Linked DNA regions of Mus musculus: region 2 is linked to region 1. A link is a contact called in public HiChIP or PLAC-seq data. All regions are on one chromosome and are shown on one strand. The core of a region is the stretch at or near the end of the contact, and the rest is flanking DNA. Distances in the headings are between cores, read along the strand shown. Region 1 overlaps Ppp1r13b (protein phosphatase 1, regulatory subunit 13B). Region 2 overlaps Adssl1 (adenylosuccinate synthetase like 1).

Region 1 (4,579 bases), core at 538-3,037:
TCTACCTCTGAGGTATATCCTTAGCTTAATTGTCTTTGTTTTTAAGCCCTATTTTCCTACTAACAAAAAGAAAATTTTTGTGTGTACAGACATGACAGAATAGGATATGTGTTATTATAAGTTTATATTACCAGGAAGGAAGAAAAAAAATACAAAGAAGTAAATAATACAATGAGTTGTTTGAGAAAATGTCTAGCTGTGTAGCCCAGACTAGCCTCAACCTCGGCAATCTCCTTGCCTCTTGGTCTCCTGATTCCTGGGATATGAGCCAGTGGTACAATGCCCTGTTATAATAGTTAAAGCTGCTTCATTGAGAAAAAATATCGATAGATTGAATTGGCATAACTAAGAATGTTTTAATAAGTTTTATTGATACATAATCACATAGTTCTGGGCTTTTAAAAACATCCACAATTGTACCATCATTATGGCTATCTAGTTATTTATATCTTCATCTCCCCAAAGAAACCATATTCTTATCAACTGTCCCTGCAGCTCCTGGCAGCCACTAGTCTGCTTCCTGTCTTCATGGGTAGTTTGCTCCGGGCATTTCATATGAATAGAATTATTCTTTTTTGTTTGCGCTTGTTTTTTGAGACAGAGTTTCTCTGTGTAGCCCTGGCTGTCCTGGAACTCACTCTGTAGACCAGACTGGCAACTCAGAGATCTGCCTGCCTCTGACTCCCAAGTGCTGGCATTAAAGGTGTGCACCACCACCAAGTAATAATCTAAGTTCAGAGTACATTACATAGTATTCAGCCATTTGTAAGTCTGGGCTGGGCTGGAGAGATGGCTCAGCGGTTAAGAGCACTGACTGCTCTTCCAAAGGTCCTGAGTTCAATTCCCAGCAACCACATGATGACTCACAACCATCAGTACAGCTACAGTGTACTCATATACAGTAAATAAATAAATAAAAACTTTGCAACAGTAAGTTTGGGCAGTTAGGACTGGAGGAATGGCTCAGCAGTACAAAGTGCTTGTTGTTCTTTAGGAAGATGATGCCCATAGCTGGTGGCTTACAGCTGCCTTGAATTCCAGCTCCATGGGCTCTGTCAGTCCCTCTCTGCTGGCCTCCATAGGCATGTACACACAGGTGGCAGACACAGAAACATAAGTAAAATTTCTAAATTATCTTTGTAAGTTTGGGCTATTTCTATTTTTGGCTGTTATAAATGATAGCGTGAATTCAGGCTTATGTGTAATGTACATCTGTAATTCTCTTCAGTATATGAGTAATGCAGATTAAAAATACATATGGGGCAGGGTATAGTAGACTTTTGTTTTTATTTTTGTTTTTTTGTTTCTTTGTTTTTTTGAGACAGGGTTTCTCTGTGTAGCCCTGGCTGTCCTGGAACTCACTTTGTAGACCAGGCTGGCCTCAAACTCAGAAATCTGCCTGCCTCTGACACCCAAGTGCTGGGATTAAAGGCCAAGAACATTTAATTAGAAAGTTTATATGGTTTAGGTCAAATAATTTTTCTGTTCCATTGTTGTGGTTAATTGGAGGAAATGCCATGATTCTTTGCTCTTATCCCACAGTATATATAGTGCCTACATGGGGAAAAGCTCTCAGTTTGCAATTGATAACTTTAAATAAAAGCATTAGGTATAACCTGGCTAATTGAAATATAAACGAATGATGAAAGATTATACCAATCAAGAGACTATTAGAACTCTCATATAAAAAATCTCTAGAAACATTTTCTCCTCTCTTTTGTATTTTGATGCACTGGGGAAGTGCTTTGGAGAACTGGTTCAGAGTGCCTTAGCTCTGAGTCAGGCAGAGTGAGTTAAGCTCTCTTTCTCTCTAGTTTTGTGAGCTCCATGATTTGAACCCATGATTAAGCTCTCCAAGCCCCTTTTCCTAATCTGTAAAGTGAAAAGTAGTAGCTGTCTTAGAGTAAAGACAGAAGTTAAGGGTGTGAGAAGCCCTTACACTGCACTAAGGAGGTTGGAAACTAGTGGTGCCAGTGACTTTCCTAGGGCAGTGACTCTTCCTTTAGTTTAATACTAGCTCTTGAGAATTTCATAAGACCATCCTGCTATTCTCTCAAAGTATTGGGCCATGGTCTACACTAAGAAACATTTTATTAGGTGACTCAGTTCTTATAGACACCCCTCTCCTGTGACTGACTGACTGTCTCTTTGTCTCTCTCTGTCCCTCTCTTTCTCTCTCTCTCTCTCTCTCTCTCTCTCTCACACACACACACACACACACACACTCACACACACACTCATACACACACACACACGCGCACACACACACTCTCACACACACAATGTCTGCATGCACTCTTGCCAGGTACAGGATACTGCTGTTTTTTGCTGTTTTGTTTTTGCTTTTATTTTACATTAAATACCATTTTACAGCACTTTTGTTGTTGTTGTTGTTAACTTTTTTCCTTTTTAAAAAAAATTGGGTATTTTCTTTATTTACATTTCAAATGTTATCCCGTTTCCTGGTTTCCCCTCCAAAAACACCCTCCTCCATCCCCCCCATCCCCCTGCTCCCCAACCCACCCACTCCCATTCCTGGCTCTCGCATCCCCCACACTGGGGCATGGAGCCTTCACAGGACCAAGGGCCTCTCCTCCCATTGATGTCCAACTAAGGCCATCCTCTGCTGCATGTGCAGCTGGAGCCAGGAGTTTCACCATGTGTGCTCTTTGGTTGGTGGTTTAGTCCCTTGGAGCTCTGGGGGTACTGGCTAGTTCATATTATTGTTCCATTTTACAGCAGTTTTAGGAATACAGAAAAATGGAACAGAAACACAATTTTCCTGCTTTCTTCTCATCCCACCGCAGACCTAGCACTTATTAACTATCATTGTGATCTATCTGTTACAGTGATGGACCAGTTTTGATATGTTTTGGTTGACTGAGGTCCTTGGCTTATAGGCTGAGCTTCACTCTTGGAATATAGCTCTGTGAGTTTTGACAGATGTGTAATGTTCCACACTTCCAGTGTCATTCAGAATAGCTTTGTTGTCCTGAAAGACCCTGCAGTCCGTTCTCCCTTGCAGCCCTGTAGCTGATCCAGACTCTATTGTTTTGTTTTTCTAGAATCTTATACAGTTGGAATCCAGCAGTATGTATGTAGCCTTTCAGACCAGTTTCACCCAGCAGCTTATAGTTAGAGGTCCTCCTCGTCATTTTCTGGCTTGATGGCACATACTTTTTATTGCTGTAGTCTTACACTGTCTGAATAGGTCAGTTTGTTGACTCATTCATCTACTAATGGCATCTTGGTTGTGTCCAAATTTTTGGCAATTCTGAGAATTGATACAAGCTTTTGTGTGAAAATAAACATCATATGGTAAAAGTGTTTTTGTGTTTGAGGAGAGGTTTTGAGACACTGTACCTAGATGGGCCTGGCACTTAACTGTGAAGTCCAGGCTAGTCTTGAACTTGTAGCACTCCTCGTACACCATCAGCCTCCCAAGTGTTGGACTGGAATTAGAGCTGTGACCCCTGTTTTGTTTTATAGGACATTTTATAGGATTGTCTTCCAAAGTGGCTGTGGCATTGTCTACTGCTTAGTTCCTTTTGCTGCGTGCCTGTAACATGAAACAGTGACAGCAGAGTTGGCAGGACTATGGAGGGCCGTTTGCCTGACTGAGGGTGACTACTGTGTCATTGTTCTGAAAGCTGTTCCCCGCGACACTTCTTGTGCACACATGGCATTTGCACGTCAGCTTTGCTTAGATGTGTGTTCACATCATTTGCTCCTTAGAAAAGGTGTGTTTCCATACTGATGTTAAGAACTTTCTGTGTTTTAGGATGCAAGTTCCTTGTTGCCTGTACACTTTTCCAGATAATTTTTTTAGTCTGAGTTGTGACTTTCAATTTTCTTTTTAAGATTTCTTTTTTCGAGACAGGGTTTTTCTATGTAGCCCAGGCTGTCTGCAGTGTGCTCTGTAGACCAGGCTATCCTCGAACTCAAGAGATCAGCCTAGCCTGCCTTTGCACTACAATCCCAAGTACTGATATTAATATGCATTTTTAGGCTTAAGTATTTATTTATTTTGAAATTTTTTCATCACTCTATTAAGGCCAACTCTTCCTTTAAGACATGGTCAATTTCCAATTATTATTATATCTTTTTTAAAAATTGACGTGGGACTCATATAGCCTAGGCTGGATTCAAATTCTCTTTGTAGTTGGGGCTAGTCTTGGACTCCTGATCCTTCTGCCTCAAGTGCATCACTGCATCTAACTTCTTTAGTTTTCTCTGAATGTGGGATTGCTCCCTGTTGTCATGCAGCGCCACCTTGTGGGAGGAGGGAGTCTGTCTAGAGGCATCCCGATATGAGGTATGAGGGAATCTGCTGAGACTCTTATGTTAATCTTATGTTAATCATGGCTTTGGACTTTCACAATAATACTTTTTCTTGTGTCATGTAGACTAAGTCAGTGGGTAAAGGGGTAAATATTCTCTTATCTTTTTTTTTTTTTTTTTTTTAATTTTATTTATTCATTATATGTAAGTACACTGTAGCTGTCTTCAGACACTCCAGAAGAGGGCGTCAGATCCCGTTACGGATGGTTGTGAGCCACCATGTGGTTGCTGGGATTTG
Region 2 (4,563 bases), core at 371-2,870, 750 kb before region 1:
ATAGATAGATAGATAGATAGATAGATAGATAGATAGATAGATAGATAAACTGACAGATAGAGCTGGGCATGAATGATCCAGAGAGTGAGAGCCAGTAAGCAGAATTCCTCTTTGGTTTTCGTTTCAGATCCTATTTAAGTTCCTGCCTTGGCTTCCCTCAACAATGAACTGTGACCTGGGAATGTAAGCCAAATAAACTCTCTCCTCCCCAAGTTGCTTTTAGTCGGAGTGCTTCAGCAACAGAAAGCAAATAGGAACGGAGGCTGTCTTCCATGTGGTAACCACCGTAGTCCAGAGAGGAGGGACTGAGCTTTAACACAGCCAGGGTCCCAAGCCCGCAAGCTGCCTGCTCCAGGTTGGCCTAGCAGGAAGCCCTCTTTCTATCCAACATATACAGAACCCAGATTCCCCAGTGCCCTGTTCCTGCAGCCCCCACCCCTGCATACCTCCAGGGCTAGCCTTCTCTACCCAGCACACCAGACTGCATCCTGGTCTAAGTGGCTATGACTCTGGACTCAGAACAGCAGCTTTAAGCCCACAGCAAACATGATGTGCAGGCCCAGACTCTCAGCACTTGGGAGGCTGAGGCAAGAGGATCATGAGTTTGGAGCCAGTCTGGGTTCTCAAATTTTCAAATCAACCCACTTCTCAGGGTGAGGACAAGCCAAGGTTAGACTTGGCTTTGGAACAGGTTCCAGTCTGGCCTGGGCTACATGAGACCCCTCCTTAAAAGCAAAGCAAAGCAAAACAACACAAATATAAACTACTGCCTCAGAACATTCTAGAATCAACTGTGCTGCCTCACCTTTACAGTGGGTAATTTAAAATATTTTATTTTATTGCATTTGATGTGTGTGGGTGTTATGCTTGCATATGACTGAGCATGTCTGGTGCCCATGGAGGCCAGAAGAGGGTGTCAGATAACCTGGAACTTCAGTTACCGACTCGTGAGCTACCACGTGTGTGCCGGAAATTGGAAACGCAGCTGGTGTCCTTAACCACTGAGCTCCTTCTCCACCCCTGACGTAATGTGTAAATGATGGTTCAATGAAGCAGTTCCATAAGAATCGGAAGCACGGGCTGGTGCTTCCGATGGCTCACTGGGTAAGAGCACCCGACTGCTTTTCCGAAGGTCCGAAGTTCAAATCCCAGCAACCACATGGTGGCTCACAACCATCCGTAATGAGATCTGACTCCCTCTTCTGGAGTGTCTGAAGACAGCTACAGTGTACTTACTTAAAAAAAAAAAAAAAAAAAAAAGAATCGGAAGCACAGAGAAATGTGGAAAGGTTTCCAGAACCCTACAAGGATCCTGGAGGCTATAGTTTATCATGGAAAACCAAATACAGGATCCTCAGAGTAAGCCCACACAGCTCGATGCCTATACACAGGCCGAGAGGGGTGAGGAGGGCCTGCTGAAGCCACACAGCTCGCCAGTGTAGGGTCTGGACTGAGGAGATCCAAGTAAGCAGAGATCACCGTTGCTCTCAGGAGGAACCCTACGCTAGCCTCGTGGGGTTGGCCATGGCATAGGTTTGGCAGAGGGAGGTGGAACACCAGTCCAGATCGGAGTGACTCAGAGATTACACAAGCCACCCTGAACATAAAAGGTCACTCAAATGCCACAACATCTTGAAATAACCCCGCAGCAGAGAGGCGAGGAGTGTCGCAAGCACAGGCTGGTGCTCCTGCAGAGTGGCTGCTCTGAGCGAGCAGACACCCTTTGGATGAGCACGGCTCCTCTGTTCTTGAGCAAGCTTCCAGTTGCCAGTCACTCTCCTGTTGTCAGCTCCAAGCCATCCCCAGGGCTGAGCAGCACATGATCTGGGTCACGTGCATTGTCACTGTGACGTTCCACCAGGGAAGGTTCTGGATGGGTAGAAGCAGTTTGTTTCCTGAAGGCTCCCCAAAGGATGGGCAGCACCCCGTTCTGCCGCTCTGCTGAGCACACACGGGGGCAGGCCACCTCGGTAGCTGGGGCTCCTCATTGTGGAAGGTGACTGTCACCACCATCCTGGCTCTGGACCCGGAGGGCTAGAGACAGCGTGTACTTGAGAGGAGGGGCTCTGTGGAGTCTGAGCCCCAACCACGCCCACTCCAGCCTGAGCCCTGACTCCGCCCACCCCAGCCCCTTGTAGATTTCCTTCCTCTGCTCTTACACCATGGGCCAGACCTGTGCTATCTGCTGGCTTCTGGCCAGGCAGTACCTTGCCTTTGCTTCCTGACTGAGATGTGGGGGTCAGATAAGCCACAAGTATATCAACCAGAGCTGGACGAATGAAGACAAGAGGGGCTGGGGGTGAGCTGGATGGGGGGGGGGGTTCTTCATCAACCAGAGAGACCAGGGTAGGGAAGCCTCGTCAGACATCTGGAACAGCTGTCCGAGGGGTAGATGGCTATAACAGCCCAGGCAGCATCAGGAAAGAACAGCTATAAATGTGCCCAGGCTGTTCCCAGACCCATGTGCTCCGACGGCACACTGTTCCACACTCATCTCCACACATACAAACATATCCATACACATGAACTTGAGCACACACACACACACACACACACACACACACACACACACACACACTGAGACAGAGAGAGCTCTGTGTGTGCCACAAAGCTTCCTCTACCCTCTGACTCCTGCTGAGACCAGGCTCAGAGGACACTTTCTGGCTGGGGGCTCCAGGGGAGCACACAAGGCAGGCCCAGCCTTGGGGTTTGTACAGTGAGACTCCCCACCCTCTCCACACACACTGGCATCCTGGTTCAGGAAGTCAGGCTGGGGCTGCAGGGGCACTCACCAATGAATGACACGGCCTTGGTGTTGATGATGCCGCTGGGGAGCAGGTGAAAGTCATACTCCTTGCCGTCCACCACTACTGTGTGCCCCGCATTGTTGCCCCCCTAGAAACAGAGACCGGAATGAGCCATTGGTACCCGAGGGTTGAAGACTATCTCACAGGGGCCTGCCTAGGACTCTAGCCTCACTCTAAAGCCAGCTCTCTCCCGACATGGTGCATAAGAAGTATTGTCCAGTGTTAGGGCTTGGGGAGTCTAAATCATGGTCAGGACCTTGGGCTGAGTTAGTAGTATCTGATGCTGGGATGGCCAGATGGAGGTGCTCAGGCCCAGCCTGGTCCCAGGGCTTTACTTCAGCCCTGGCAGGTGGACCTTGCTGAGTTCCCCTCTCTACCAGGGAGGAATGAGGTGGTAAGCGCAGACCCCACAGCCCAGCTTGCACACACACACACACACACACACACACACACACACACACACACACACTCCTCACCAGGCCCCACCCTGGGTAAAAATGAAAGGACCAGGCGACTCCTGGGTCAGCCTGTTCTAGGGAGGCTGTTTCTTTTGGGAATTCAGGCTGACTGTGGACAGTCCAGCTGGGATAGGGTTTTCAGGGTGGGGAGAGGGTCCACGCCAAGGACAGGCTTCAGGCTCCAGCATCTTTCCGCCATTAGCCAGTCACCTGACCACAAGTACACAGCTCCAGAGCCTCATGGTGGTGAGTCACTAAAACTCTCTTGCCTTTGACTGTGGAATCCTGTCACCCACAGGAGGTAGGGGAGCCTCCTTAGCAGATCTCTGTCCAGCAGAAACTTGTAGTCTGGGTGTGCTGGTGTGTGTGTGTGTGTGTGTGTGTGTGTGTGTGTGTGTGTTGGGGAACAAGGCACAAGGGCCTTCTAGAACAATGGTTTTCAACCTTCCTAAAGCTGTGGCCCTTTAATACAGTTCCTTATGTTGTAGTGACCCCCAACCATAAAATTATTTTGTTGTTACTTCATAAGTATATTTTTTTACTGTTATGAATCATAATGTAAATGTCTGATAGGCCAGGCATCTGATATGTGACCCCCCAAAGGGATCAACCCACACGTTGAGAGTTACGGCCTGTAGTACCAAATCCCACCTGCAGACAGCGCTGTGGTGCCCCTAACTACAATGGAGAGCAGCTGTGCTCACTGTAGTTTAGGGACCCTCAGCTCCAGTTCCCCTCCCTGCCCCAGAAGACAGACAGGCCAGGCACACGACACTTTTGTTTACCTTGCTGATGGAGCTGAGACACCTCAGCTCCACACATCTTTCCCTTGCCTACTAAAGTAGGACCCTCAGTGAAGGTTCACCTCCTTTCATGACACCCCTAAGCACGGGGATATGAAGGATCACATCTCCCAGCTCCTGCTGAGGTAGGCGGCAGATGATACTGATGCTGAGAGCCTGGGTAAGGGGCTCTCCCTCCAAGGACTTCACTTTCCAAGAGTTTTAAGAGAAGGCCCCAGACCTGTATGCCTAAGTTTCCTGTTCCTTGCCTGCCCTCTGTGGGGCTTATTATCATGTAGTTGACAGAGATGGGTCAGCTAGAGGCCAACTTCATGGCGTGGACCCCAGACAACCAACTATTAGAGAAGGCATGCTATGCAGTCTGTCCCGAAGCCTCTGAAACAATTCTGCTGGAGCCTTTTGCTGTGTAAAGGGCGGGGACTGTCCGGGAGGCTCCCCGGCTTAACAAGACTTGCAGGGAGCTCTTGATTCTTGGGGTGGCTCCAGGCACAGGAG

Evidence for each region. HiChIP or PLAC-seq counts read pairs in DNA pulled down with a chosen protein or histone mark.
Region 2: a contact with region 1 is called in an H3K4me3 HiChIP or PLAC-seq map of bone marrow-derived macrophages, with 7 times the contacts expected there. The contact joins two enhancer-like sites. A contact is called at or near these places in 1 of 115 datasets of contacts at active chromatin or transcription factors (bone marrow-derived macrophages) and 1 of 9 other capture datasets (embryonic stem cells).

Annotation. Positions count from the first base shown.
Region 1 is chr12:111,878,134-111,882,712 of GRCm38.p6, reverse strand. All of the region lies in intron 1 of Ppp1r13b (protein phosphatase 1, regulatory subunit 13B), which reads left to right. Among named protein-coding and RNA genes, the nearest start is that of Ppp1r13b, 28 kb to the left of the region's middle. Within about 2 kb of position 1,787, at least 5 of the 459 cell types and tissues checked have an H3K27ac peak or open chromatin away from gene starts, as enhancers often do. A contact at or near this core is called in bone marrow-derived macrophages, where this site is marked.
Region 2 is chr12:112,626,633-112,631,195 of GRCm38.p6, reverse strand. Adssl1 (adenylosuccinate synthetase like 1) reads right to left here. Exons shown (of 13, transcript NM_007421.2): 2 at 2,793-2,895. Among named protein-coding and RNA genes, the nearest start is that of Adssl1, 8.9 kb to the right of the region's middle. Within about 2 kb of position 1,620, at least 263 of the 459 cell types and tissues checked have an H3K27ac peak or open chromatin away from gene starts, as enhancers often do. A contact at or near this core is called in bone marrow-derived macrophages, where this site is marked.